5 separate regions of the Mus musculus genome follow, and regions 1, 2, 4 and 5 are each linked to region 3. A link is a contact called in public Hi-C, promoter capture Hi-C and targeted proximity ligation data. All regions are on one chromosome and are shown on one strand. The core of a region is the stretch at or near the end of the contact, and the rest is flanking DNA. Distances in the headings are between cores, read along the strand shown. Region 1 holds the start of Rbm4 (RNA binding motif protein 4). Region 2 holds the start of Slc29a2 (solute carrier family 29 (nucleoside transporters), member 2). Region 3 holds the start of Men1 (multiple endocrine neoplasia 1). Region 4 holds the start of Klc2 (kinesin light chain 2). Region 5 holds the start of Tmem151a (transmembrane protein 151A).

Evidence for each region. Promoter capture Hi-C pulls out the DNA fragments that hold promoters and counts their contacts. A called contact is a pair of places that touch in the nucleus more often than the background predicts. Capture Hi-C pulls out chosen DNA fragments and counts their contacts.
Region 1: a Hi-C map of B cells shows a contact between it and region 3, with 6 read pairs. A contact is called at or near these places in 1 of 39 promoter capture datasets (pre-B cells), 1 of 484 Hi-C or Micro-C datasets (B cells) and 1 of 9 other capture datasets (adipose tissue).
Region 2: a contact with region 3 is called in a targeted proximity ligation map of astrocytes, with 2.1 times the contacts expected there. A contact is called at or near these places in 1 of 39 promoter capture datasets (liver), 2 of 130 datasets of targeted methods (astrocytes and pancreatic cancer cells) and 2 of 9 other capture datasets (adipose tissue and liver).
Region 4: a contact with region 3 is called in a promoter capture Hi-C map of liver, with 4 times the contacts expected there. A contact is called at or near these places in 1 of 39 promoter capture datasets (liver) and 2 of 130 datasets of targeted methods (astrocytes and embryonic forebrain).
Region 5: a promoter capture Hi-C map of adipose tissue shows a contact between it and region 3, with 2.1 times the contacts expected there. A contact is called at or near these places in 3 of 39 promoter capture datasets (erythroid cells and liver), 1 of 484 Hi-C or Micro-C datasets (B cells), 1 of 130 datasets of targeted methods (pancreatic cancer cells) and 2 of 9 other capture datasets (adipose tissue and liver).

The regions. Positions count from the first base shown.
Region 1 is chr19:4,792,048-4,797,399 of GRCm38.p6, reverse strand. Rbm4 (RNA binding motif protein 4) reads left to right here and starts at 3,391. Exons shown (of 4, transcript NM_001290122.1): 1 at 3,391-3,584; 2 at 4,580-5,002. The coding sequence starts at 4,591. Gm21992 (predicted gene 21992) reads left to right here. Exons shown (of 3, transcript NR_157185.1): 2 at 3,391-3,584.
Region 2 is chr19:5,020,506-5,026,094 of GRCm38.p6, reverse strand. Slc29a2 (solute carrier family 29 (nucleoside transporters), member 2) reads right to left here and starts at 2,089. Exons shown (of 12, transcript NM_007854.3): 1 at 1,818-2,089; 2 at 1,503-1,584; 3 at 1-67. The coding sequence starts at 1,846.
Region 3 is chr19:6,330,868-6,336,657 of GRCm38.p6, reverse strand. It overlaps Men1 (multiple endocrine neoplasia 1), which reads right to left and starts at 1,645. Exons shown (of 10, transcript NM_001168489.1): 1 at 1,576-1,645; 2 at 753-1,213. The coding sequence starts at 1,197.
Region 4 is chr19:5,114,316-5,120,017 of GRCm38.p6, reverse strand. Klc2 (kinesin light chain 2) reads left to right here and starts at 1,720. Exons shown (of 16, transcript NM_008451.3): 1 at 1,720-1,896; 2 at 2,586-2,824. The coding sequence starts at 2,597. LOC115489018 (a long non-coding RNA gene) reads right to left here. Exons shown (of 2, transcript XR_003952889.1): 2 at 686-3,317.
Region 5 is chr19:5,082,316-5,088,034 of GRCm38.p6, reverse strand. Tmem151a (transmembrane protein 151A) reads left to right here and starts at 2,544. Exons shown (of 2, transcript NM_001001885.2): 1 at 2,544-2,737; 2 at 4,934-5,719. The coding sequence starts at 2,663.

The DNA of each region.
Region 1 (5,352 bases), core at 2,142-4,641, 1.5 Mb after region 3:
TCCCCCCCCCCCCCCCCGTTTCTCCCCCCAGGGTGTAGCCCTGTCTGTTTGTCCTGGAACTCATTCTAGACCAGGCTGTCCTCCAACTCAGAGATCTGCCTGCCTTTGCCTTCCAAATGCTGGGATTAAAGGAGTGAGCTGCTACTGCCTGGTTAAAAGTCATTTTTATATGTTAATGTCCATGGAAACCAAAATGTCTTTACTTCTCTTGGGTTGTTTTGTTTTGTTTTGTTTTGTTTTGAGTTTTTCGAGACAGGGTTTCTCTGTGTAGCCCTGGCTGTCCTGGAAATCACTTTGTAGACCAGGCTGGCCTCGAACTCAGAAATCCTCCTGCTTCTGCCTCCTGAGTGCTGGGGTTAAAGGTGTGCGCCACCACGCCCGCCTCTTTACCCCTCTTGTAATTGTGATTATTATCCATAGTCATGCTGGACAGGGTGAATGAGCACGTGACAAGTGATGGGAGGACTAAATTCGTCTCAGCACTCTTTGGTTTAGAGTGCTTTCTCCTCCAGGGTGTGGTTCTCTGAACCTACTTGGTAGCTCAGATCTTAATTCCAGCTTTAGAGCATCCAATGCCCTCTGTAGGCCCTACACAGGCTGCACTCAGGTTCACACACATACACATGAAAAGACATCAGATCTGGGTACACCGAGATGACCCCGTGAAGTGCTTAGTTGTGCAGAAGACTTGGGGTATAGGTATGACTACAGCACATTTAAGTCACATTACAATCTTAAGTTTTTGCTGTCGTAGTAGTACATAGTCATTGCTTAAGATCCTAGATCACACCCATTTTGGTGCTCCCCCTTCAGTATGTGTCCTAGGATCACAGTCTTTGTTTACTGAAAATAAAGTTTACAGTACCAGAAGAGAAGGGGATTGAGGTGGCATGGCTGGCAGTGGGGTTGGAGTTGGCACACTTGGTTATCCTTGAAGGATACTGGGTTTTAGTTCGAACCTTTGTCAGCTTTTAACTCATTTCTGGACTAGAAGCTAGTTACTTATTAAAAGTGTAAGTTATTAGATGAATGTGTTAGTTCATACCTATGTTCCTAGCATGAGAAAGGCTAAGGCAGGAGGATCCTGAGTTTGAGATCAGGGGAGGGAGGCATCTGTGAATTTTTTGCCATGTTGCTGGGGAACAAACCCAGGTCCTTGCTAGGCAGGACCTTTTCAACCAGCAGCATATCTATGTTAGTGAAAATTCAGTCCCTTCCTTATGGTTATCAAAAAGTTATCTCATACATGAGTTTCTTAGTTAACAAGTATTTGAGTGTCTTTCATGTTATCAGGGTAGTTCCAACATTGAGGCCATATAATATAGGAAGTGAACAAGATAGAGTTTCAAGTGATAGTATATTATTTGTGAAAGTAAATAGTTATAAGTCATGCCTTTAGATGGATTGGCCAGTAAAAAATCTGAAGAAAGAATAATGTATTCTTTTTTTTTTTTTTTTTTCGAGACAGGGTCTCTCTGTGTAGCCCTGGCTGTCCTGGAACTCATTCTGTAGACCAGGCTGGCTTGGAACTTGGAAATCCGCCTGCCTCTGCCTCCCAAGTGCTGGGATTAAAGGTGTGCGCCAACAGGCCTGGCCTGAATAATGTATTCTGAATAGGTAGAGACAATAAAGCCAGTCTATCTGGAGGGCTGGTAATAACTAAGGAGACTGGATGGGTAGGTTTGTTAGACCACGAAGCTTGGATCCCCGTCCCCGGTTTTTCCTTTAGACCAAGTCACACTATATAGGCCTGGCAAGCTTGGGACTTGCTGTATAGACCGTCTGGCATTTAACTCCAGCGGTGGTATTGTCTGGAGACTATTTCCACTTGGGGATTGGTCACAGGGTGAGGGCTGTCTGTCTGTCTGCACACTGTGGGGATAGTGGTTCCCTTGGCTTGTTAGCAGGCTCTTCCCCTTCAGACCGGGAGCCAGTCCAGTTTAGTGGAGTGAATTGGTCTTGTTTGCTACTGTAACCCCAACCTCCAGGAATTTTGGCATAAGAAAGATGATTAAACTGAGAGAAAATGATTTCTATACCCTATGCATTTCTGGGTGCATATTGAGATGTGGCTGTGCATTTTAGATCCCCTCTGAAAGGGCCTGTGCAGGACAGCAGAACTTGTATTACAGATCTCAGGTGGCTTTTACTCAGTCTCAGGTGCTGCAGAATGAAGCCATGGCCATATTTAATGTCATATTGTTACTTTTTAAGGGGCCTATTTCCTAGCCTTAAATTATAGACTAATTTTCTGCTATAGAATCCAGTAGCTTATTTTCTGTCTCTGCCTTTTGTTTGACTTTTTCTTTCTTTTGTGGCAGTTTTGGGAGGTAGTATGCTCTATTTGTTATTTTACTCCCAATCATCCTGTTCTCATGAAGTTCCCCCTGCTTTCTGCCTGTTCACCTTTAAGTTCTCCATTCAGCACCTTTCCCGGTTATCTCCATCTTAAGAAGCTGCGTTGCAGAGGGTCATGACTAAAGTTGCTTGCTCAATGAGTATGGGATTATGTGAAGCAGCCAGTGGGTGAGAAAAATGTGATGAGGGAATTTGGACCCTGTGAAGAATGTTCGTTTGTACTTGTTTACAGCTGATTGTCACAAGCCTTTTTTCCAAGGTCAGTTTTAGGGAATTTAAACTTAGTTTTGGCTAATGGAGCCCAATAAAACCAAACAAAATCAAAAATTGCTGTTCCCGTTTTTTGTTTTGTTTTTTGTTTCTTCTCTTGGCGGGGTGAAGTTGGGGTGGGATGGGGTGTCGATTTTCAATCTCTGTTTTTCACACCTTTTGGGGAGGTGGGAGGCTGTTTCCTAAAGGGAACCTTAACCCCTGTGTCTCCTACGTCTCTGACCACCCTATTGTCTGGGCCATTGAACTGTTATCGAAGCTGGATCCACTGACTGTTTTAGAGTTTTAAAATTACATAAAGATACTTATAATTTTGGTAACTTGAGACTCAGAAGGACTACATTGGAAAGTGGGGGTTGCTTTTTAAGTAGGGGCGGGAGCTTGGCTATCGCCGGGAGGTCTGGGTAGGTTGACTGATGCAATATCCACGTTGCGGGGCGTGGTGACGCTCAGCTAGGGACCGGTGCGGAATTGTGGTGACAGAACTTGAATTTTGTCAGGATGTGCACGTGTAAGTGACAAAATGTGAAAGCTTAACAAAGTTGGGAGCCACGAAGCTACAGGTTGCCCCACTGACGCACGGCACCTTGTTCATTCTGCCTAATGGCTGGCCGCGCTTTGAAGAATTCCGCGTTTCTAGCTCCACCTTCAGATGGACCTCTTGCCCAATCAGTGGCTTCAGTTTCACTAGGCTGGGTGCTCATTGGCTTTCATATAAAAGGTCCAGGTTACTGACGTTTCCACCTCTTCCTGGCCTCTCAGGTAATTGGCGTTCCGGGTAACCAATCAGGAAGAGGATCTCCGGGAACGCCAGCCTTTTACTTTACCGAACGGCCAATCCGGTGGGTAGGTTCACCCCTCTTTCTACCCAGAGTCACTGCTGTGGCCGCCGCCATTTTAGCGTTTTGTCAGAACCGTCCGCGCTGCAAGGAGGAGGACCTGCAGGTATCCATGCGGTGAGATACTCCACGTTCTTCCACTGTGTTCTTTTCTCTGTTAAAAAAACTTACCTGACTCCGGTGGGTGTCAGGGTTGGCATAGTGGGGTTGCGGTCTGCGCACCCGTCCCTGAGAGCCGACATCGGTCCTCGACTTAGTGCGGTAAGCCTGAAACAACCTTCCTCCAAGTCCTCGTTCTCTACTCCCGGAATAGCTTTCTTTTGTCCACCTTACCCTCTGCTTTGCTCAATCTTCTTTGGGGTTTCCACCTAGATAAATCTTAGATTTAGGCTGGAGAATCTGTCATGCCCTGGGCATTGTTGGCTTCCTCACCAAACTGTAGCACCAGTCTTTGACCAGTTCTTCTGTAGGAGCCTGTAATGACATGCCCCACCCCCACCCCCACCCCAGAGGACTCCTCCTACTCGGGCATTTTCTATATTTCCCTGCTTTTTATCTGGTTGATCCCGGAACTCACTACTCCGAGTGAAATTCCCACTTTTCCGGAAATGGTTGCTAAGAGAGGAAGAGCTAATTTGAAGTAATTATAATTAGCAAGTCTAGTAGTTAGAATCTTGTTTTCAAATGTCAAAGTGAGTAGCTCTCAGTACCTGTAGCATTTTTTTTATTTATGCTGAAAACTTAGAGCGTTATTCCTTTGTCTGGGGCAGGGGAAGTGTAACTCAGTGGCGGAATACTTGCCTATAATGTACCGTGCTGTAGGTTGGAGCCACACCGCAAAATCCCCTTTGTCTACAAAAGTCTGCCTTGTTACATTTTTCCTCTTTATAGAACTTCTTGTGAGAAATAGAAGCAGGCTCTTGTTGAACTCCACATTTGTTACTGATTGGAGATGTAAGAGCATGCCTGTAGGAGAAAACTTTTGGGACTATGTGCTAAAGTGAAAGGAGATGATGGGAGCCATTTATTTATTTGATTTTTTTTTTCCCTTTTTTTAACAGTTGCTATGGACTTGAGGTCTTCTCCTAAAAATCTTGTTTCTCTACTTGCAGGCTGTGTGGAGATGGTGAAGCTGTTCATTGGAAATCTGCCCCGGGAGGCCACAGAGCAGGAGATCCGCTCACTCTTCGAGCAGTACGGGAAGGTGCTGGAATGTGACATCATTAAGAATTATGGCTTTGTGCACATAGAGGACAAGACGGCCGCTGAGGATGCCATACGCAACCTGCACCACTACAAGCTGCACGGAGTGAACATCAATGTGGAAGCCAGCAAGAATAAGAGCAAAGCTTCAACCAAGTTACACGTGGGCAACATCAGCCCCACTTGTACCAACCAAGAGCTTCGGGCCAAGTTTGAGGAGTACGGCCCAGTCATCGAATGTGACATCGTGAAAGATTATGCCTTTGTACACATGGAGCGGGCAGAGGATGCGGTGGAGGCCATCAGGGGCCTCGACAACACAGAGTTTCAAGGTGAATCACTCTTTTGGAGTGCTCAGTACAAGGCTGTTAGGAATGAATTGGTTGAGAAAAGGAAGGCATTGGGATGGAAGGATTTTGCTGGCTGATGAAGGATCAGTGATACACTTGAACAAAAGCTTTTGTGTGTGTGTGTGTGTGTGTGTGTGTGTGTTTTCATGTTCTCTCCTACCATGTGGGTCCCGTGGATGGAACTCAGGTAGTTAGGTGACAAGGGCTTCTTTTACTTGTGGAATAGTCCACTGACCCTCTTTTTTGTGAAGCTTTCAGAAACAATGCAAAATATGTGCAATAAATTTCATAAAATGGAGAATGATGGTCTAGAGGGGGGAAAAGAGCTTGGC
Region 2 (5,589 bases), core at 840-3,339, 1.3 Mb after region 3:
GACTGGTGTGGTTGGTGCCCATGGTCTCAGCACTGCTGTTGGTCCCTGCTAACCGCCCCTGGAAGTACTGCCACACAGAGACGGTGTAGACAGTGTAAGGTCAGAAAGCACCCCCCCACACTTGTCAATTGAGCATCTTTGTTTGGTTAACATCTGTGGGGCTGTCTTTGTTTGTTTTTTTTTTTCGAGACAGGGTTTCTCTGTATAGCCCTGGCTGTCCTGGAACTCACTTTGTAGACCAGGCTGGCCTTGAACTCAGAAATCTGCCTGCCTCTGCCTCCAGAGTGCTGGGATTAAAGATGGCTAACTGCTGCGCCTGAGCCCAAGGTCTTGCTGCATCTCTGGGTTCCATCTCCTTTTCAGTGTCCTGGACCTAGCCTCCATTCCCCTGCTATAACCACCTCAACCCTTATTCATTCCATGGGTACTTATTGAACATCTACTGTATGCGAGGCCTTAGCTTGGGAACTAAGCCAATCCGTTTTCTCGGGCACACAGAGCCCAGCACTCTTATGCGTACCCTGCCTGCAAGGCAGACCTCACGGTTTAGCATCCTTCCATTCTGGTAAGCTGCAGGCTCCAGATCTTTCTCTAAATAGGATGCGCTTTGCTTCCACCCTTTGTCTGCTCAGTTCCTAATTTACAAATCTTTTCTATGAAGCAGAAGAAATTTCTTTTGAGAACCTTTATAGCTCTCTGCTTCAGGGTGGAATGGCCTGGCACGTGTCTTGTTTCATTATTAATAGCCCTGGCTCTGTGTCTCTCAGATTCAGTAGCTGATCCATCTTTGGGTATCAGGGTCCAGCACCGATGCCAGCACTCCACAGACACCTGGGAAGTTAACCCACTGAATATGTTTGAATAACCCTATTCTAAAGAAAACACAAAAGTTAGGCAGTGGTGATGCACGCCTTTAATCCCAGCACTCAGAAGGCAGAGGCAGGCAGATCTCTGAGTTCGAGGCCAGCCTGGTCTACAGAGTGAGTTCTAGGACAGCCAGGGCTACACAGAGAAACCCTGTCTCGAAAAAAACGAAAACAACAACAACAATAAAACAAAAAGGAGAAAACAAGCTATAGATTTCTGCCTTTCTATAAAAGAATGCATGCTTTGGGGAATCGGGCCTTCCTCCACATCTGTCTACAGTAGTTGCTCATTAATTATTAGTTGAATGACTGTAACTCATGTCATTGCAAAGAAAGCCAAAGGCTTGGAAAAAAGACACTTTGGAGTGACTGGCCAAAAATAACGACAAAGGGCATGGGATGGAAACTCCTTTGCTGGTCAGACTCCCTACGTGGATGGCCCTGCACCTCTGAGATCTGTACCTTCCTAAAAGTTTGCCTAGCCAGGGGAGAGGCGGTTCCCTCTATGAGGCTTGGTGCTGTCCCTGACAGGCTGAGCTGTAGTAAGTGGCCTGGTGAGGAAAGTGGCTCAGTTCAAGACGGCTGGAGGGATGTTGGTTTGTGGCCATGAGGTTGCCCAGCGGCCGCGGGTCTCACCGGGATGGCGGTAATGAAGAAGTTCCAGGGGAGAAGGGTGCCCAGTCCCAGAATGAAGAAGCTGATCCCAACCAGGTGGTAGCTGTGGGGATCAATCAGAAGGTCACCCCGAGGACGTACGCCTGGGCCGCCCTAGCCGCCCCTCAGTAGAACGGACTACAATCCCCATCACCCTGGCTCAAGCAGCTAAGGGAATCGGCTGATGGGAATTGTAGTCCCGTTCGTCTTTGAGCCCAGGAGCATCAAGACGAGCGGGAATTCAAAGGCTCGTGGCCACCTGGGCCACGGTACGCAGCACATGGGTTCCCACCTCACCTGTCCCGAGGGGCGTTTCCCCGCGCCATGGTTGCCGCAGTCCTATTGCACCAGGCCCACAGAAGGCGGCTGCACCTGCGCCTACGCAGGGCTGGGAGGCCGAAGGAGAGCGACGCTGGTCGGTGTCCAGGAATCCCAAGGTCGGAGCGCCGTAGCGGAGGGTCGGGGTTGGGTTACACTGCGGACCACGTTTTGCAGGCTCGGACCTCGGCTCCGCCTCCAGGGCGGGAACAAAGAGCCATTGCTCCCCTCCCCCGGACGCCCGCTCTCCAGACTCCGCCTCGCTGGTGGCTGTGCCTTTAGGGTATTAGGTTCCGCCTTCTAGCTTGCTTCCGCGCCTGAAGCTGTGTCTCACCGCCGTCCCTTCGCCTCGCACCCGTCTTCTCCTTAGGCACGGGTCCGGAATCTCTGGGGAAGGGATAAGGACTGCGCAGGAGGGAAGGGGTCCGGTGGTTGTTGGGCACAGTCGATCTAGCTGGGAGGTTCTTCCTCTTGGCGTGTTCTAAGGTTTGGAGCCCTCTAAGCTCTAAGCAGATTAGGAAGTAAGTCCGACCAGAAGGAAGAAGCCAGTGTCATCAATTGTCGCAGAAGGTCCCAGCGCGGTGCTCCGAGGGAGTTCCCCCAGAGGTCGAGGCACTTTTGCAAACGAAAATCCCCAACATATGTGGAAGACGGACAGATAGGCCCTCCTACGGTACCTGGGTCCAACAAGGAGGATTGAACAAAGGCTCTGGAGGGAATCGTGGCCCAGGTGACGTTCGGCCCCCTCCCCTGTAGTCGCCACTGCCACCCTCAGGAGTGCTTAAAAACCTAATTTTCACTAGGCGTGGTGGCGCACGCCTTTAATCCCAGCATTTGGGAGGCAGAGGCAGGCGGATTTCTGAGTCCGAGGCCAGTCTGGTCCACAGAGTGAGTTCCAGGATATATTCAGGACTATACAGAGAAACCCTGTCTCAAAAAAACGAAAAAAAAAAAAAAAAAAAGAAAAAGAAATATATTTATGTGGACTGGTGAGAGCGTTTGCTGCCAAGCCTGATGCCCCGAGGCCACGCCCAGGACCCATATGTTAGAAAAACTGAAGCGACTCCAGCAAATTGTTCCCTAACCTCCACACAAGCACAGTGGCACACGTGCTTCTAAGTAATAAATACAAATAAATATGAATATATAAAAGTATATATATACAAGGTTATATAAATGTGTGTCTTCTAAAGAATATAGTTTTTTAGAATGTTTTTCCTATGTATCAGCCAGACCATGCTGTTACTATCCCTGTTCTGTCCTGTTCCCGGAATCTAGCCACCAGGCTTGGCTCATCGAAGGTGGTTCCTTAGATCATGGTGGACTGCAGATGACTGTGTGGTACTGGGAACTGAACTCAGAGCCCTGTGCATGCGAGGCAAACACTCTTACCCCTGGGCTGCATCTAACCCTAGCTGGTGACGTTAGGGAAAAGACAGCAATGGATTACACTGGGAAAGACAGTTACTCTTTAAGTTTTCTTTCCAGACTTCCATTATGCCAAGAGGGACAGTCTTGAGTTCAGTTCTAACAGGTTTTCAAGGCCTCTTCATCCCCTCTGCCTTGAGCATCTCTCGACAGTTTTACCTACACACAGTTAGTCACTTGCATTTTTCGAATGCTTATTCTAATAACTATTACTGACCTGTTTCCTACTTGACAGTGATAGGAGAGTGAGTCAAAGTGGGACAGGGGGTGGGATGTTGCCCTGGCACCATCTTGAAGATGGAGATGAGGGTCTGGGGAGCAGTCTGTTGTCTTGGGCTGGGATGGAAGGGGATGAGGCGTTTCAGAGAAGGAACGGCCTGTACCAGGACCGGGGACAGGAGAGTGCTGGCACACTATGGGACATACTAATAGATCCCTTTGGCTGGGAGGAGTTGGATTTTACCTCAGATTCTCAGCTCAGCCTGACTGGGGATCTGTAATTAACCAATATTTTGCTTCTACTTTGTGGCGAAATGCTGTGCATAACAGAACCCAGGCAGGACAATTTTTGATGGCACAGTGACATCCTAAGGGAGGCAAGAAAGGAAAACACTTAGTAATAAAATAATAAGTATGTGATTGGTTAGTGCTCAGACACATGAAGCAGTCACAAGCTTAGCCCCTCTTTATAAAACCAGTTTTAAACACACGGCAGGGGCACCAAAAGCAGACTCTTAAAGGCCACTGGTGTGGGCTGGAGAGATGGCTCAGCAGTTAAGAGCACTGACTGCTCTCGCACAGGTCCTGAGTTCAATTCCCAGCAACCACATGGTGGCTCACACCATCTGTAATGGGCTCTGATGCACACTCTTCTGGTGTGTCTGAAGACAGCTACAGTGCACTCACATACATAAATACATAAATAATATTTTGCCGGACGTGGTGGCACACGCCTTTAATCCCAGCACTCAGGAGGCAGAGGCAGGCGGATTTCTGAGTTCAAGGCCAGCCTGGTCTACAAAGTGAGTTCCAGGACAGCCAGGGCTACACAGAGAAGCCCTGTCTCAAAAAAACAAACAAAAAAAAAAAAACAAAAAAAACAAAAAACAAAAAAAGCAAAATCCCAAAAAATCCTGTGTCCTGAGGATGTGCCATACTGGAATGGAGACCAAGGCTTGGCGAAACTCCAAATGAAACAATGCAGCTGTCTCTCTGCAGACAGTTGGCCAAGTTGCTGGAAAATGCTGTGCATATTTAAACCTTACAGATAATTCACTATGTCTGCATGTCAAGTGGACTTACAGCCCAGGTTCAGAAAATTATCAGGGTGGTTTAAAAAAAAATGTTGGTTTTATTTGTAGCACAGTTTGAGATTTACAGGACAGAGCTCTGTGTAGTAGCTGGACGGCAACTCAATCTCCCTCCTTCAAATCCTGCACTAATGTGGCACATCCAAGGCAGTGGGTGAACCGTATGACCCAGCTCCTGCAGCACCAGGCCTGCCTGCACGCAGCCATGCTCCCCACCGTGAGGATGGACTAAACCTCTAAACTGTAAGCCAGTCCCAATTAAATGCTTAAGAGCTGCCTTGGCTATGGTATCTCTTCTCAGCAATAGAGCACTGACTAAGACAGATCCCCTGGAGCTAGAGTTGTGAAAGAGTGTAAGGTGTCTGATGTGAGTGCTGGGAACCGAACTCTGCTCATTTCCCCAAAAGAAGTTGTTTGTTTGTTTGTTTGTTTTGTTCCTTTCCCGTGCCAGTTAGAGTGATGGCTCAGTGCTTAAGAGCACTTGCTGTATTTGATCCACTTGCAGAGGATTGGCAGACACCATGCAGGAAGAGTTGCAGCTGATAATTGAGCTCCCTGGAGCCTGCCTACCATCTTGCTCAGCATTGATGGGCGCACTCTAGTGAAGCACAGCCCCAGAGACTTGGTCCCAGGATTGCTTCTTGGGGCTGATGTGCTTTCTCAGCTTGTCTTTGCCATAGTCCTCATTTATGTGGCTTGGTGTGAGTGGACACCAGGAGACCCTCACTGCCTGTAGCCTGGTGTGATTACTTCCTGGGTGATGGCCCACTCTGTTGGGCAAACTTCCTGCAGATTAGCATGAAGATGAACTTTCATGAATTAATGCTGTTTAGGTGAAATGATGACTTGATAGAATTCCTGATTTGATTAAAATAATTTTAGGAAGAAAGTTTAAGGAGATGGCTTTAGTTGTTTTGTCAGAAAGATGTAATAAAGTTAGAATCAAGAATAGAATGTGGGGGGGGGGGACTGGAGAGATGGCTTAGCGGGTAAGAACACTGACTATTCTTTCA
Region 3 (5,790 bases), core at 396-2,895:
TCAAGCCTGTATCCAGGCATCACACACCCTATCCACTATGTTCACCCTTTTATGCTCGCAGCAGCTCCCTCCCAATAACCCAACCCCAGAACCCTTCTGGATCTCAGGTCCACCCAGCCAGAAACTGCCCCTCCCTTTTCTACACCAAGTACTTCTGTTAACATAATGACTTAACCCAGTGTCTATTGTACAGCTATCAGACTGTGTCAAGGAGAGCAAGCCCATGACCCCACGAACCCCCACCCCTCCCTTCTTCATGTTCTGATTTATCTCTGCACTTTTTTCCTCAAAGCTCACAAGAGGCCTCAGATGCTTGCTCAGTACATTGCACGGAGAGCTGAAGCACTTTGTCCTTAGTCAAGCCCGTGCTTCCTTTCAAAATATTTTCAAAGGTATAATCTTAATTGTCTCAAATGTACCCACCCATTTGTCCTACCTCCCCAGTCTGCTACCACCTTCTTTCCCCATATGTTGGGCTGCCAGATCCCTCTGGCTATTCAATGGCAGGGCTGGGACTGTTGAAAGACTGGGGAGTAAAAGCTGGCACCAAATGACCAGGTTCCAGTCTCAGCCCTGTCATTCTGACATTCCCCTCTTCAGAATTCTCTTTCCACAACTGCGAAGGAGAAATAATACCTGCCCCACCACACAAGGTTTACAAGTCTCAAAAGGGCTATAAGCCATATTGTTCAGACATGAGAAGAGGTAAGACAACACTCATTTGCTCTCCTGACCACCTGTCTGACTCCAACCTGTGATGAAGCTGAAGAGGGACTGGATGTGGGCCCGGTCCTTGAAGTAGGAGCGGCTGAGGCTGTTCCATATGACATCCGAGACCTTTTTTACCAGTTCGCGACTAGAAACACCTCCCTCTCGAGGATAGAGGGAGAGGTCCACAGCGCCGCGGATCTGAGCGGTGAATCGGGCATAGAGGGCAGCAATGATGGATAGGTCGGCCACCGGGAAGTAGGTGAGGCCACCAGGAGGGTCGGGTGCGGGGCTGGGCTGGAAGGTGAGCTCCGGCACGTTGGTGGGGATGACACGGTTGACAGCCAGGAAATGCTCCACGAAGCCCAGGACCAAGGACAGGAGCACCAGGTCAGGCTCCTCTCGGCCCAGCTCTGCAGCAAACAGGCGCACCACGTCGTCGATAGAGCGCAGAGGGAACAGCGTCTTCTGGGCGGCCTTCAGCCCCATGGCGGCGGGCGGTGGCCTGCGGGCGAGCCGAGGGAGGGAGGGTCGGGCTCGGCGAGAGAGCCCCCTCCCAGGCTCGGCTAAGGCTCTACCCTCCGCCACAATTCTGCTTCGCCAGCCGCTTCGTCCTGTGCTCACGGGCGGCGGCTCGGTTTCTGAGACCCTTCAACCAAGGCTATATAGGGCCTTCTAGTTCCTTACAATTCCGGGACCCCCAGCCCCGATGAGGCTGCTCCCAAAGACCTATTGGGGACCCTCAAAGGCCGCCCCTCCAGTCCCTACAATCTCTACCCGGCCCTCTGGAGCCTGTCCAGAAGGCAAACCCAAACCAGCCTCCCACAAGTCCCAAGGAGAGTCCCGGCTTCGGTCCCCCGCGCCCACCTCCGCGCTTACATCCCACACAAGGCACCGCGGCGCCCGCCGCCTGAAGCCTGCTGGGAAATGAAGTCCCGCGCCTCCTATGGCCGCACTGCCTGCTGGGAAATGGGGAGTCCTTGCTCACCCGGCCCTCTCTAAATCTGAAAATGACAGCCAAACCCGCAATGGCTTATGGAAGAAGTAGTCCTGCTGCTCCAGGGCGGGTAAGCTGAGCTCCTCAACGATTGGTCATCTAGGATCACGCCAGAAGAAGTTCCTCCGTGACTTCTGGGAGATTGTAGTCCTAGGATTAAACTCAGGCGCAGTAGCGCCCCTGCAGTGTGTATTATGGCCAGTTTAAGATGTGAGGGAAACTGTTGCTCTAAAACACTACAAGGAGGCTGGAGACCTGGTTCAGCTGTTCAGAGCACTTGTTGCTTTTGCAAAGGACCTGGGATCAAGTTTAGGTCCCCACACCCACATTGTGGCTCACCATCTGTAACTCCACTTCCAGAGGACCCATGCTTTTCTCTGACCTCCACCAAGCTTGACTTGGTGCACACACATAAAAAGGCAGACGAAACATCCACACCTAAAAAGAATGCAAGGCTGAACACAGTACGGCGGAGGCAGAAGGATTTTGGTGAGCTCAAGGCAAGACTGGTCTATGATCCAATACCAGTCCTTGAAATTAGAGGCAAGGAACTCAGGGTGGACTTCAGAGATGACTCAGAGTTAAGAGCCCTGGCGGCTCTGGCTCAGGACCCTGCGTTCCCAGTATGTACATGTTTGCTCACAACTGGGTCTTTAGCCCCACTTTAGGAGGTCCAATGTTCTCTGCTGTCCTCTGCAGGCTCCAAGCAGGCACCTTATGCACACACATAGGTAAAATAAAATTAAGGAAAGAAAAGAAAAAAAAAATCAGGAAGTTCAAGGTCAGTTTTACCTTAGACAGGATCTTGCTTTTTAGTTCAGACTGGCCACAGACTCACAATATTCCTGCCTCAGCCTCCACCATGCTGGGATTATAGATGTTCACCACCAGTCCACATGGCACCACCCCTCCCACAAGGCTTCATGACCTCATCTTAATTCACGAAGTCTGTAATGACCCTGTTTCCAAAACGAAGTCTTTTTGTCTGAGACCAAGACCTCAATAGATGAAGCTGAGGAGATGATGTAGCAGCTGAGAGCCTTTTGTTGTACCAGTAGGAGGACCTGAGTTCAAATACCCAGAATTCACTTATACGTTTGGAATCCTAGCATTATAGGGCATGGATGGGGAATGGGGTCAGTGTGGGGGTTAAAGGGAGGAGGGTCTTGGGACTTCCTGCCTAACGACCTAGCTGCAGGTTCAGAGAGAGAGCCTGTGTAAAGGGAAGAAGACAGAGAGAGTCATAAAGAAGGATATGTGATCTTTCTGTTTTCCACATCTGAGCAGCTCCTTACACAGGTGTAAAGACACCACACACATATACAAGCAGAACCTCTTCCTTTCTTTCTTTCTTCCTTTCTTCCTTCCTTTCTTTCTTTCTTTCTTTCTTTCTTTCTTTCTTTCTTTTTTGGTTGTTTGTTTGTCTGTTTTGTTTTTTGTTTTTAGAGACAGGGTTTTTCTGTGTAGCCATGGATGTCTTGGAATTCACTCTGTAGACCAGGCTGGCCTCAAACTCAGAGAGATCTGATTGTCTCTGCCTGAGTGCTGGGGTTAAAGGTGTGAGCCATCACCATCCAGCTACATCTACCCATGCATTTTAAAGTTTCTTTGATTTTTAAGTTTCTTTGTTCTGTAAAGCTAAGAAATTGCTGTCATATTGGAACATGGAGTTTGGATTAACCTAAATTTGTATTCCTGGACCATGGTTACTCAAATTTGGCTTTAGAATAAACTATATATTATTCTTTTGAAGAGGGGCTGGTCATGGTGATGCATACCTTTAATCCTAGTACTCTGCAAACAAGTTCCAGGCCAGCCACGGCTACATAGTGAGATCCTGTCTCAGAAAACAAACACAAAAATTGGGGCTGGAGAAAGGGCTCAGCTGTTAAGAGCACTGACTGCTCTTCCAGAGGTTCCGGTGGTGGCTCACAACTGTCTGTAAATCAGATATCACAGAATCCAATGTCCTCTTTTAGCTTCCATGATACATGTGGAACACAGGCATACATGCAGGCAAAACACCCGTACACATAAACTTCAATAAAAAAAATTACTAAAAAAAAAAAATTGCTAGGCATGGTGGCACATGCCTTGGGAGGCAGAGGCAGGCAGATTTCTGAGTTTGAGGCCAGCCTGGTCTACAGAATGAGTTCCAGGACAGCCAGGGCTATACAGAGAAACCCTATCTTGAAAAACCAAAAAACAAAAAAACAAAACAAAAAACCCAAAACAAGACAAAACAAAAACAGACTTAAAAATTAAAATACTAATTATTTTTTATTTATGTATAATTTTTTATTCCTTAAAGATTTATTTGTTTTATGTAAATACACTGTTGCTGTCACACCAGAGAGGGGCATCAGATTAAGATGGTCGTGAGCCACCAGTGGTTGCTGGGAATTGAACTCAGAACCTCTGGAAGAGCAGCCAGTGCTCTTAACCTGTGAGCCATCTTTCCAGCCCCCTAATTTATTATAAAAGAGCTTGAATGTATGAATCCAGGGAGGTCTCTAGTCTATCCTAACATGGTACGTAGGTAATCAAGGCTCACAGTGCTTACAACCTATTTCCAAATGATGTACCAGCCCACCATTTCACTTCTGTCCCAGACTTAAAGCTGAATACTTGTATAAAGACAATGAGTTTCTTTAGCTCACAACGGCAGTTCTGGCGTGGGTCCCTTTGAATTTGTCACCTTATGACAGTGTGATAGGAGAGCTGACAATGAAGCAACAAGCAAGGGGCACAGAAGCCAGGGCTATCTCTCAAGCCTCTTCGTTTGCCTTTGAGACAAGGGTTCATCAGTCCTGTAGGAGGAGTCCTATGACCTGGCCTCAGACTTGCTGTGCAGCGGAGGATGACCTTGACCTCCTGATCCTCCAGTCTCCAACTACAGAGCGGCAACCACAGAATGCGCCACGACAGCCAGCCCTAGAATAGCTCCACAGTACTGCAGAAGATCATTTAGCGGGCCTGTTTGTCAGATTCAGCAAACCAGTCACATCTGAGTCCTGGAAAGAACATGGGATGGGCACCGAAACTGACTTTCCCAAAATACGTTGGTCTTTTGTGGTCAGAATCTGTATGCTCTTCTACAGCTGTTACACTAGGTGGCGCTCTGAACTCAGGTTTGCATTGATTCTGCTCTGAACTTCAAGCCTTTTAAAATCGGTGTTTTGTGGGCAGGGTGTTGGAAACTTTGGGCAATTGTAGCTGCTCTTGAGTGGCCCATATTCTTGAAAGTTACTTCATGCAGCTTTTATCCGTCGTATCGCCTAGGTGGTCAGCCAGGATGGCGCTGAATATCACCTCTCAGACACCGGCTGTCAGAAGTGAATGAGCACAAACTTTTCACTTTCTTTCTTTTTCTTTTCCCTGAGACAGGGTTTCCTCTGTGTAGTCCTGGAAGTCACTCTATAGACCTGGACTCAGAAATCCACCTGCCTCTGCCTCCCTAGTACTGAGATTAAAGTTGTGCACCACTGCCCAACCGACTTCCCACTTTCTAAAGGAAGTCCTGTCGGTTAGAAGCAGCTGTCGATGCTATGCTTGGCGTGCAGCAGCTGAAGGTTGTAAGTTTGAATCAGTCGTGGGAATGACTAACAGGTTTTCTATGAAGCAAGATGTCTTAAGCCATGGCACAGTGTGCCTGTTGTTAAGGGTTATTGCTGTTATAGACCAAGGGAAACTGGAGAGAGGAACTACAATGCAGATGCCAATCTAAGTGTTCCCAAACTGATACTGTTAAAAAGGAGGCCCAGAGAGAAGGGTATTTCTGGACCAACAGATACTATGCCTTGGTGGTTAGACCTCAAAAGAGCTGGCAGAATCCACAAGGTTTTCAACTCCTCTGAAGATGGCATCCCCAAAATGTTGTCAGGAGCAGGTAGGAAGCCCCCATGACTTGGTTCCACATTGTTCTGCAGAGACGGTGCACGAAGACAAGGAGCATGGCACAGAGCAGCCTCGGTCTCTGGCCAGGCCTGGAGGCTGAGCTCATGGAGAGGACTCCTAAGACTTAGTCCAGTTAAAACAAAGCCTTTAGCCGGGCATGGTGGCACACGCCTTTAATTCTGCACTTG
Region 4 (5,702 bases), core at 471-2,970, 1.2 Mb after region 3:
CAGAAAATGAGACCAAATGTAGGTTTGGAAGGACTAGTCAGGGGCAAGTGTATCTCTCTGACTTTTTTTTTTCCTTTCTGATTTTTGTTTTGTTTGTTTTGTTTTGTTTTTCAAGACAGGGTTTCTCTGTATAGCCCTGGCTGTCCTGGAACTCACTTTGTAGACCAGGCTGGCCTCAAACTCAGAAATCCACCTGCCTCTGCCTTCTAAGTGCTGGGATTAAAGGCGTGCACCAACCACGCCTGGCTTTCTGATTTATTTTTTATGTGTATGAGTGTTTCACTTGCAAGTATGTGTGTGTACCACATGAGTTCCTAGTGCCTGCTGAACTCAGATGGCGGTATCTATCGATGCCCTGGAAATGGTAAAGATGGTTGTGAGCCAATGGGTGCTGCAAATGAAACTCAAGTCCTGAGCAGGAGAAACAAATGCTCTTCACCACCGAGGCATCCTTTCAGCCATCCCCTCCCCTCCGCACGCTTTGTAAGGTAGCCGTCTACTGATTGCTACCACATTCTCTATCTACCCCAGGCCCCAGCCAACAGGTGATGACCTACATTCCAGAAGGCAAAACAAGAAAAATGTTAGAAAGGCCGATGTTGTGTCAGCACCAAGTGGGTGTGGAGTAGAGATGGGAAGAGTACTGTAGAATCTAGTGGGATAGGGACCAAAGAGGCCGTCCTAGTTAGAGTTAATATTGCTGTGTGGAAACACAGTGACCAAAAGGGTTTATTTGGTGCACTCTTCATCCAGTGAAGGAAGTCAGGACAGGCACCCAGAGAGAACAGAACCCAGAGAAAGGAGCTGATGCAGAGCCCATGAAGGAGTGCTGCTTCTGGGCTTGCCCTCTGAACTTGCTCAGAACTGCCTTCTGGCCTCACCTACCCTGGCCTGGGCCCTCCCACAACAATCAGTAAGAAAACAGGTTTTCCTGCAGCCCGATCCTATGGCAGCATCTTCTCAGCCGAGATTCCCATCTGTTCAATGACCCTAGTTTGTGTCAAGTTGACATAAAACTATCTAGCACAGAGGTCTTTCCTTCCGAGTTGGTGACACCCAATCTGAGGCCCCCCAATGACACCACCACAATCCAAAGGCACTCGTCTGACCTCCTTATCTGGTCAGCAGTATCCACCCAGATATTCCCCTCAGGGGCGTGGATCTTCTCCCTTCTCCACCGACCTCCACACGCTCCTTCCCACCCAATTCTCCTTTTTAACCAGAAGCCTCCTTCTGTTCCCTCACAAAGCAAACCTAGATGCTGAGAATTCCCTACAGGCACAGTCACCTCCGAAGCCGGTAAGAGGTGCGTCTCTAGAGCGCGGAGGGGGCTGGGGGGTCAGATGTGTGAGAGGTGGGTAATGGCAACACCCACCTCACCAGCCCTTTGTGAGCATTAAGTCAATGCACTAAGACATCGACAAAAACACTTGACAGTCAATCAATGTGGACCGACTCGCTCTGGAATCTGAGGAGGTCGGCCTTCTTGCTCCTCAGTCACTCTGGTCCGGGGTCGGAGCTCCGCAGAGCGCACAGACCTGGAAGCTCTGGTCCGAGGGGGCGAGTCCAGCCACGCCCCTCTGCGTCCCGTCTGGGCTGGCCCCACCCCGAAGCCGGCCAGGCCTGCGGGGCCCCTTTAAGGCAGCGAGCTGGCCGGCTGGAGCGTGTTTCGCCCCCTCCGACGCCGCCGAGGTAGCGGCTTCACCTTTAAGGCGGCGCGGGGACTGCTGGGAAGGCCGGCGGGATGGAGGCAGCGAGACGAGCTCACGGTCGAGGATCCGGGTGAAGCGGGACAGGAGCAGGAGCCGGAGCCGGGCCAAAGCAGAAGGTGCAGGTCGGCGCCGGCCGGTTGGGCCGGGAGACCCAGTCAAGCCGGACAGTGAGGAGCGGTTGCAGGTCGGCCTAGAGGAGGAGTCGTCGTGGTCGTGGGCGCGGCCTGTGGGAGGACCCGACCGGCCCGCGGGGAGGGGGCGCGGTCCCGGGCTGGGGCTGGGAATCCGGCCTTTTCTAGGGAGGGTCTGCGGGCCTCAGGCCAGCCTGCGGGAGGGGTCGTTGTGGGCGCGGCCTGAAGAGACCTGTCCCGAAACTAAAGACCGCAGTCTCCCCGGAGCGGCGGGGGCGGGGACGGGGTGGCGGGGCTCGGTCGGCCCTGGGGGAGGGGCTCGTGGTTCCGCTTGCCCTGGGAAAGGGGCTGTCGCCAGGGCTGAGACCCAGTTGCCCGGAGAGCCTGTGGCGTCTGACTTGGGAACGCCTTGCAATGCCCTAGTGCTCTGTGTACCGATTAGGACAGTTCCGAATAACTCTCGAAGATGGGCTTTAGATCAACTGGCCTGAGCCGGTGGTCTGGGGCGGAATCGGGGTCCAGCCTCACTTCAGTCACACCGCATTGCGTCTCCCTAGGCTAGACGAGCCTGGCGCGCCCCCTGTAGGCCGCGTGCTGGCACGGCGAGGACTGCGGGCTGAGGGATCTGGACATCCATAGGGACCTAGGCGTCCGGGGACCTCCCGGTGTTTACCTAACTTGGGGTGGACGGCGGTGTGGCCCTAGGCCTGGCGTCCGCCTGCCCCACCCCTTGCCTCCACAGACGGCACGACCATGGCCACGATGGTGCTTCCTCGAGAGGAGAAGCTGAGTCAGGACGAGATAGTGCTGGGCACCAAGGCGGTGATCCAGGGTTTAGAGACCCTGAGAGGGGAGCATCGTGCCCTGCTAGCTCCCCTAGCTTCTCATGAAGCAGGCGAGGCCGAGCCGGGCTCACAGGAGCGCTGCCTCCTCCTGCGCCGCTCCCTGGAGGCCATCGAGCTGGGGCTTGGGGAGGCTCAGGTAGGTCAGTGTTGGGGCTGTGGTGGAAGATTACCCGAAGGGCCCTGGTGATGTAGGAACACCCTCAGCAAGGAAACACAAGTCTTTCAGAGCGTCACGTTAGGACAATAAGCAACGTTCAATGAATACACTTTGGAAATGCCAGCCCTGCGCCCTGCCCCAACGGGCACCCTTACCTCACACTGAGCTATGCCATTCAGGCCTCATTCTACCTAACAGACTGGGATGACAGAAGAAAGCAGAAATACTTTAGTAACCTCCCCTCACAATACAATTATGCATGAATTCATTAAGTTGTATAGCTTCTCACTTACTGTGTGCTGAGCTACAGTGTGTTAATGCTCAGGATGCAGATTGAATGCAGACAAGGTCTGTGTCCTCCCTAGGCATGGTATCTGCAATCCCAGCTCTTGAGAGGTGAAGGCAGTAGGATCCCAAGCTCCAGGCCAGCTTGGGTCAGTCACATAGTAAGATCCTGGCTCCCCTACTGTCCCTTCAAAACAAAATAAGATGATTTTCCCCCCTAGTACAACAGGAGAAGAGAAACACACATTCAACTAGTTACTTGAAACAAGTTGTGATCAGTGCTCCAGGGACAGTAAGATCTTGTGACAGTTTGTAGAAGGGAGTCTTGTCTATTGATCAGGCAAGACTTCTCTGAGATGACTTTAGCTCAAGGGCTGGCCTCCAAAGAGGCAACTAGAGGACAGCTGCATGTGTAAAGACCGAGGTAGGAGAGCTCGTGGGCTTGAAGGGAGACAAGAATGGTGTACCTAGAACTTACGGAGAGGGCGAGAGGGACACTAGAGGCTGTGAGGAAGCAGAAGACAGAATATGTCCAGGCCATCAGGTGGCCTGTGGAAGGGTCTAACAAGCAGAAGATGCCTGACTTAGCTTCTGAGATCTCTCTGGGAGCTATGGAGAGTTAACCTTAGTAGGCCAAGGATGGACTCTTGGAACAAGTGACAAGGAAGCCACTGCTAGGCTAGAAGGGAGTTTGAATTAGAGGGGTAGCCATGGAGACACCAGTTCTAGACTGGGGTGGGGGCAGCACAACTCCTGGATGTTTGTGCTTTTAGCAAGTTTCAGGAAGAAAGACTGTTTAGTTCCCCATATACTGGGCTGTCGGATAGAGAAGGGTTTTGTTCTCTGTGGTTCTTGGCCAAGCCACTGCCTGGATCCAGAAATTCTGGGGTGCTTGTATTGTCTTAATTTCTTTGTCTTTAAAATAGCAAGCAAGGCATGGCAGTTCTTGGGAAGCAGAGGCAAGCAGATTTCCAAGTTCAAGGCTAGCCTTATCTACACTGAGTTCCAGGACAGAAAAATCCTGTCTCAAAAACCCAAACCAAGTTGAGTGTGGTGGCACACGCCTTTAATCCCACTCGGGAGGCAGAGGCAGGCAGATTTCTGAGTTCTAGGCCAGCCTGGTCTACAAAGTGAGTTCCTGTCAGCCACCCTTCAGGGTTCTTTGAACAATCACTAGCCCTAGACAGGAAGCAGTAATATATTGGTGTTAGCTACAGTGGGTAGATTGTAACCAAAGGGGAACAAAGGGAGAGTCTGAGAGCTCAGATTCCACAGAGAAACCCTGTCTCGAAAAACAAACAAACAAAAAAAACCCAAAAAAAAAACCCCAAACCAACATGTCCCCCCACCCTCCCAAAAAACATAGTGGTCATGCCATCTATTGTATGTACTTCCAGGTTGTTTGAGGACTTGTTTTGTTTTGTTTTGTTTTTGAGACGGTCTCTACATAACCCTGGCTGTCCTGAAACTTACTATGTAGATCAAGCTGGCTCTGAACTCACAGAGATCCACCTGCCTCTGCCTCTGCCTCCTAAGTGCTGGAACAGAGCATGTGCCATCTGGACTTTTTTTTTTTTTTTTTTTTTTTTTAAGATTAGTGGTTATAAAAACACCTATCCCTTGAAATGTTTTCAAATATCCAAGTAGAGTGGCCCACACCTTTAATTCCAGCACTCTAGAGGCAAAAGTAGGTGAATACCTGAGTTCGAGGCCAGCCTAGTCTACAGAACAAGTTCCAAGACAGACAGGGCTACATAAAGAAAACTTGTCTTTAAAAAAAATGAAAAAATAGCCAGGCAGTGGTGGCGCATGCCTTTAATCCCATCACTTGGCAGGCAGATTTCTGAGTTCAAGGCCAGCCTGGTCTACAGAGTGAGTTCCAGGACAGCCAGCGCTACACAGAAAAACCCTGTCTCCCAAAACCAAAAAAAGAAGAAGAAGAAATAAAATAAAAAACATTTGCTAACTAAGTAGAAAATACAGGGTCCTAGACTCCAACCTTCTGGAAAGGCAATGTGTTACCTCCTCTCTTCGCTGTCAGTTACAGAGATAGTTCTGCAGGGTTCTAGGCTGCAGGTCTTTCACAGATAGGGAACAGAGTGTCATAGAGGTTACAGGCAGTGGAGATGGAGCATGGGGGAGGCATGACTGAAAAGAGGCAGTGATCCTGGTCTGAGAAGCATGGATAGGAACATATAGCCTATACCAAGGCCCATGACTAACGGACACCTGGAGAGTCAGATGTTAAAAGAGCTGGGTGTTGGGACTAAGGCCAGTGCAGCCCTTTCCACCCTTTAGGGACTTAGGACATATGCTGCCTCCCTTCAGCAGGCAGACAGGGCTGTGGACCCTTAGCAGATTAGGGTGAGGTCTCTTTGTGTCCTGTCAGCCACCCTTCAGGGTTCTTTGAACAATCACTAGCCCTAGACAGGAAGCAGTAATATATTGGTGATAGCTACAGTGGGTAGATTGTAACCAAAGGGGAACAAAGGGAGAGTCTGAGAGCTCAGATCCTACAGGATCTTGGCCAGCAAAATTACCAAACCTACTCTTCGGTCTTAGATGTAGGTCT
Region 5 (5,719 bases), core at 1,295-3,794, 1.2 Mb after region 3:
CTCCTTTCAGAACTGGTGCTGTCCGTCGGCTGGTGCTGAAAATGCCCTGTAGAGTCCGCCGCTGGGCTCATCCCCGAGGGCCTCTGCTGGGAGGGTTTGGAATCGCGCTCAATACGTTATGCACACACGCACTCACACGCACACACGCGCTCACGCATGGGGCAGGAGACAGAAACTGAGACCACCCAGAAGATACGAAGTCCTGGTGGTATACATGGGACAGGAATCTGTACTGGGCCTTGTTCCATCGCTTTCTCCAGTGGTCCGGGAGATTTGGGAGGCAGAGGTGTAGTGACCTGTCTCCTGAAGGTCTCCTGAGTCATCACCAGTCCTGTGATCTCCAAGTGAGGCCCGTAAGCTTCACTCCTAGTCTCCTAGGCTCTTTTCTTCCCACCCAGGCTGTAACCACTCCCATCGTCGCTGGAGACAATCCCTCCAAGGGTCCCTCTCTCACAGACTGTCAGGTACTATTCTCTAGATAGCATGACACACCCTCGGATACTTACAGCTGACTAACTACTCAGCGTTTAGTTGCATAAGGTCAGACTTTTCTGATCCCCAAACTCAGCCCATGCTGTCCAACAGCTGCTTTTGCTCCTCCGCCTGGGATGCGGGAGATATGCCTTTCCCTTTTTATCCATTTGTCCAAATCCTTTAAGAGTCATGTTAGCTTGCTTGTGAGATGGCTCAGCAGACTGCCAAGCCTGAGAACCTAAATTCAATTCCCAGACGGTGGAAGAAGAGAGCCAACTCCGAAAAATCTTCCTCCGATTTGTACACTCGAGCTATGTTAAAGTGCACCTCTTTGCACCATCCCGCCCAGAGAGAGATACACAGAACAAATACATTTAACATGTAATTAATTTTGGGGGGGGGGGGAGATCGGGACTGGAGAGATGGCTCAGTGGTTAAGAGCATTGGCTGACTGCTCTCCGAAGGTCCCAGCAACCACACAATGGCTCACAACTATCTATACAGCTATTGTGTATTGTATATATAAAATAAATAAATAAATCTTGCCAGTTGTGGATGCGTACGCCGGTAGGATTTGGTGAAGGAGGCAGAGGCAGGAGGATCACGAGTTCAAGGCCAGCCTACAAAATCACGAGTTCGAGGTCTACAAAATAGTTCCAGGACAACCAGGGCTATACAGAGAAACCCTGTCTCAGAAAAAAAAAAAAAAAAAAACAACCAACCAAACAAACAAACAATCAAAAAAACCCAGAGGTCCTGACTTCAATTCCCAGAAACCACATGGTGGCTCACAACCATCTGTAATGGGATCTGATGCCCTCTTCTGGCATGCAGGTGTACGTGCAGATAGAGCACTCATACATAAAATAAATACACCTTTAAAAAATAAAAATAAAAGGGGGGATCACTTTAGCCCTTACAGAGGGACAAAGGGAACGGAGGCTTGACCATGGCCCAGAGTGATGGCTAGAGTCTGGGTTCTAAACCCCTCTTTAATCAGATTTTCCCTGAATATTTTCCATGAGGACAGGAACTATGTCATTCCTAACACCTATCTATGTCTTCCTAGTGCCCAGGCACACTAACTACATATAGACAATAGCCAGAAAACATTTAGGCCCAATAAGTAAACAAATGGGTGCGGTTGGAGAGATGGTCGCTCTTCCAAAGGACCTGCTTAGATTCCCATTATTCACTCAGCAGCTCACAACCATCTATCATTCCAGTTCCAGGGGATCGAACACCCTCCTCTGCCCTCTGTGGGCACTGCTTGTATGTGGTGTACAGACAAACATACAGGCAAAACACATATAAAATAAAATAGTAATTTTAAAAGTAAACACAAAATAAGCAAAGATGGAGGACAGTGAAATATACTTTTAGTCCCAGCTCAGGAGGCAGAGGTAGGTGAATCTCTGAATTTGAGGCCTCTGAAATGTGAGAAACCAGCCCCGTGAGCTATACACACCTGAGAAAAGGGTGTCCCATGCAGGGCAAACCTATCACACACACACCCCGCCCCCGCCTGGCCTAAACATGCTAGTGACTTTAATCCAACATATTATCATTCCCATTTCTCAGATAGAAAGGCTGAGTTTATGGCTTGAACATGCTGGTCAAAAGTCGCGCAGCCTAGAGTTCCTGGTGCCCTGGCTCCAGCCCACCAGCCTGTAATCCAGCAGATGAGACTGTCTTTCCCTTCTGGGTATTAACTGTCAACAAGCAAAGCTTATGGGGTGAAGTCTGGGTGGGCTTAGTGCTGGGCCTATTCCCTAGAGAGGAACCTGCGGACGTCCACCCACCATGGCCGTCTTCATTACTCAGTTGGGGAGACTCGGGTGCCGCAGAGCAAGGACTCGCCCAAGGTCGCAAGCGCGAGCGCGGCTAGAGAAACCAGGCGTCCGGCGGTCCAGACTGGGCTTCCCACAGGCGAGGGGGTGGAGATGGGGTGTGCCCGCGGTGCCAGGCGCGGCCAGCGGCGCCACCGGTGCTGCGGGGGCGGGGTCAGCGGAGGGCGGGGCGCCGGGCACCGCGGCCGCCAACGCCGCCGCGCTCGGGCTGGGCTCCGCGCACTCTTCAGCGGCCGCCGAGCCGAGCGGACGCCCCTCGGGGCCGCACCGCAGCCCCCCCGCACCCCTGCTTATCATGCCCCGAGCCAGGGCCTGGCAGCCGAAGCAGCCAGGACACCATGCCGGAGGGCGAAGGTGGAGACTGCGGGGAGGTGCCCGCGCTCGTTCCGGACGGCGAGCCGCTGCGAGAGGAGGTACCGGGGGCGAGTAGTGGGAAAGAAGCCAGGGCTGTAGAGAGGTGAAGGGGACAAGTAGAGGGGCGATCCCCGGAGAGGGATTGAGGAGGAAAGTCCCGGAGCCCCTCCAGCAATGACGTCATTGGGGAGACAGCGTTCTGGTAGGGGTCGAGGCTTCGGGATCCACGTAGGTCAAGGCAGGAATAGATGGCAGGAATGTAGGGGAGACCCTGACCCTCGACGCCCCCTCAACCATCTTCTCCTGTCCTGTGACGTCAGCCCCTGTGGCCCCCACACGTCCCTGTTCCATAGCGCAGCCGGGGATGCTGTCCGTGACTGCTTGGGCCATGGGGTCAGGCCCCCAGTCCAGCCCAGTTGCTCACGAGGTGTCGGGCGGTGCCTGCAATGCAGTAGCGGTGGCAGGGACTGGAGGTGGGGGAGGGAAAAACGGAAGAGAAAGGAGCGGAGCCTGCTGATACCTTTCTCTCCCCCACCCCCAGGTGAGGACTGAGGGCCCACTCCAGTGGCTGAGATCCCCAGACCCCCTCCCCAGCTCTAGCTAGGAGGATGTGCCAAGTGTAAGATGATAGGTGTGGAAAACAGGGTGGTGTGTGGTCTGCATGTGTGAGCGGATATAAATGCATTTTGTGGTGTGTGTGTGTGTGTGTGTGTGTGTGTGTGTGAAAGAATTCTGGTGATGTGTTCCCTGTGTCTTCAGTAGAAACATATATACCCTGTAGTCAGGTGAGCCTCTGGTGGGTCCCTTGCCTTGGGTCTTCACCCAAGAGTGTGGGTGTGTATGATTTCATGCTGTGCCTCTCTAGTGTGTTGCTAAGTATGGACTGTGGGTGTCAGGTTGCTATAGGGTGGGGTAGGCATGCACTGTGGTCAGGTGAGGGTCTTACATGTCTAGGTGCCAGAGTGTAACATGTATGTGCATATGCCCTGTGCTGATGTGGTCTTGAGTGTGTGGGTGTACCTTGCTACAGCCCTGATGTTTGTTCTCTGAAAATAAGTGAGGTTCTGTTGTTTCTTAATGAGCGATGGTGTTCCTTTGTGGTAGGTGGGTCTATGATGAGCCTGTGTTGGAGGTGTGGATGGGTGGGTGTGTGCCCCTGGCTGGCACAGGTCTAAGTGGCAGAATGCACCTGTAAATTTCATGCACCATGGGACCAGGCTGCTCTGGATGGGTCTGGGGGCCAGTCTCCTCTCCTTTTGGGCCTCTCGAGGTATGGTAGGACTGAGTAGGTGACATTACCCAGACTCCCACTCTATACCCTCCACCTTTTCTCTCCAGTTCCCTTTCCCCTTCCCATTTCCTTCTCTTCTATTGACACCAGAGCTGAGGTAGCCAGGCTGGCAGTTCTACCATGGAGAATATGCCAAGATCTTTGGGTCAAAAAGTACTTTGTGCTGCCCAGCAACTTGTGTCCCACCCCTTCCCTCAGCAGATTAGGGATGGAGGGTGGCCCTCTATCTGCTCCTAGGCCTGAGACTTACACCTCTCCCATTCCTCATCTCCCCCACCCCCACCCCGACTTAACAGCCTCTTCCGAGTCTCCTGCCATCCCTTGTGGAACAGGGGACCAGTGGGAGCCACAGGGTAGCAGCAAAAGTGTTTATTCCCAGGGCCAGACCCTGTGCTAACAAATTCCCACATGTGATCTCTCTGAATCCTCAACAGCCAGGTGTGCAGATGAGAAAACAGGGTTGGAGTAGGTGAGGGGTCCGCCCAAATCACACTGAGAAGAAGGTGTAGAGCTGGGGCTCCTTAGCCTGCACACACACACACACACACACACACACACACACACACACACCACTTCTTACCACATCAGCCTCCTAGATCACCATAACCAAAATCCAGAGGCAGAGAGAGTAAAAATGTAGCCAAATGCACACAGAGGATTAGAGACAGAACAGCAACTGCCAGAAATCAGATTTCTAGGTAGTCATTGGGGGAGGGGGGGCGGGGTCATTTCTTCTCTGTTGGGATCTTATTCGGGTAGGGGGCTGCTAACAGCAGGGCACGGGGCACAGGAGGAGGCAAGCTCATAACAGATAAACAAGGTTTGCTACTGTGAGACTTGCTGCAAAAAAAAAACGCTCAATCAATAGAAGCCTCAGTTTCTTCTTCTGTAAAGTGGGTCCACCTCCTTCCTACTAGTGGTTCCCCACTGACATCTTCCTCTCCTTTCTCTGCCCACCCCGCAGCAGCGGCCCCTGAAGCAGTCCCTGGGAGGCTCTCTGTGTCGAGAGTCTCACTGGAAGTGCCTGCTCCTTACACTGCTCATCCATGCCTGTGGGGCTGTGGTGGCCTGGTGTCGCTTAGCCACTGTGCCCCGCCTGGTCCTGGGGCCTGAGGCAGCCTTGGCTCGTGGGGCTGGCGGTCCACCGCCCACCTACCCAGCCAGTCCCTGCTCGGATGGCTACCTGTACATCCCATTGGCCTTCGTCTCCCTCCTCTACCTCCTCTACCTGGCCGAGTGCTGGCACTGTCATGTGCGGTCATGCCAGGCGCCTCGCACCGATGCCAACACAGTGCTTGCCCTGATCCACCGGCTGCAACAGGCTCCGCCCTGTGTCTGGTGGAAGGCCACCAGCTACCACTACGTGCGCCGCACACGCCAGATCACCCGCTACCGCAATGGGGACGCCTATACCACCACACAGGTCTACCATGAGAGGGCGGACAGTCGCACAGCTCGGGGTGAGTTTGACTACAGTGCACATGGTGTCCGTGACGTCTCTAAGGAGCTCGTGGGCCTGGCAGACCACGCAGCCACGCGGCTGCGTTTCACCAAGTGCTTCAGCTTTGGGAGTGCTGAGGCCGAGGCCTCGTACCTCACGCAGAGGGCCCGCTTCTTCAGTGCCAATGAGGGCCTGGACGACTACCTAGAGGCCCGGGAGGGCATGCATCTGAAGGATGTGGACTTCCGTGAGTCCCTCATGGTCTTTGCAGACCCCCGCAGCCCACCCTGGTATGCCCGAGCCTGGGTC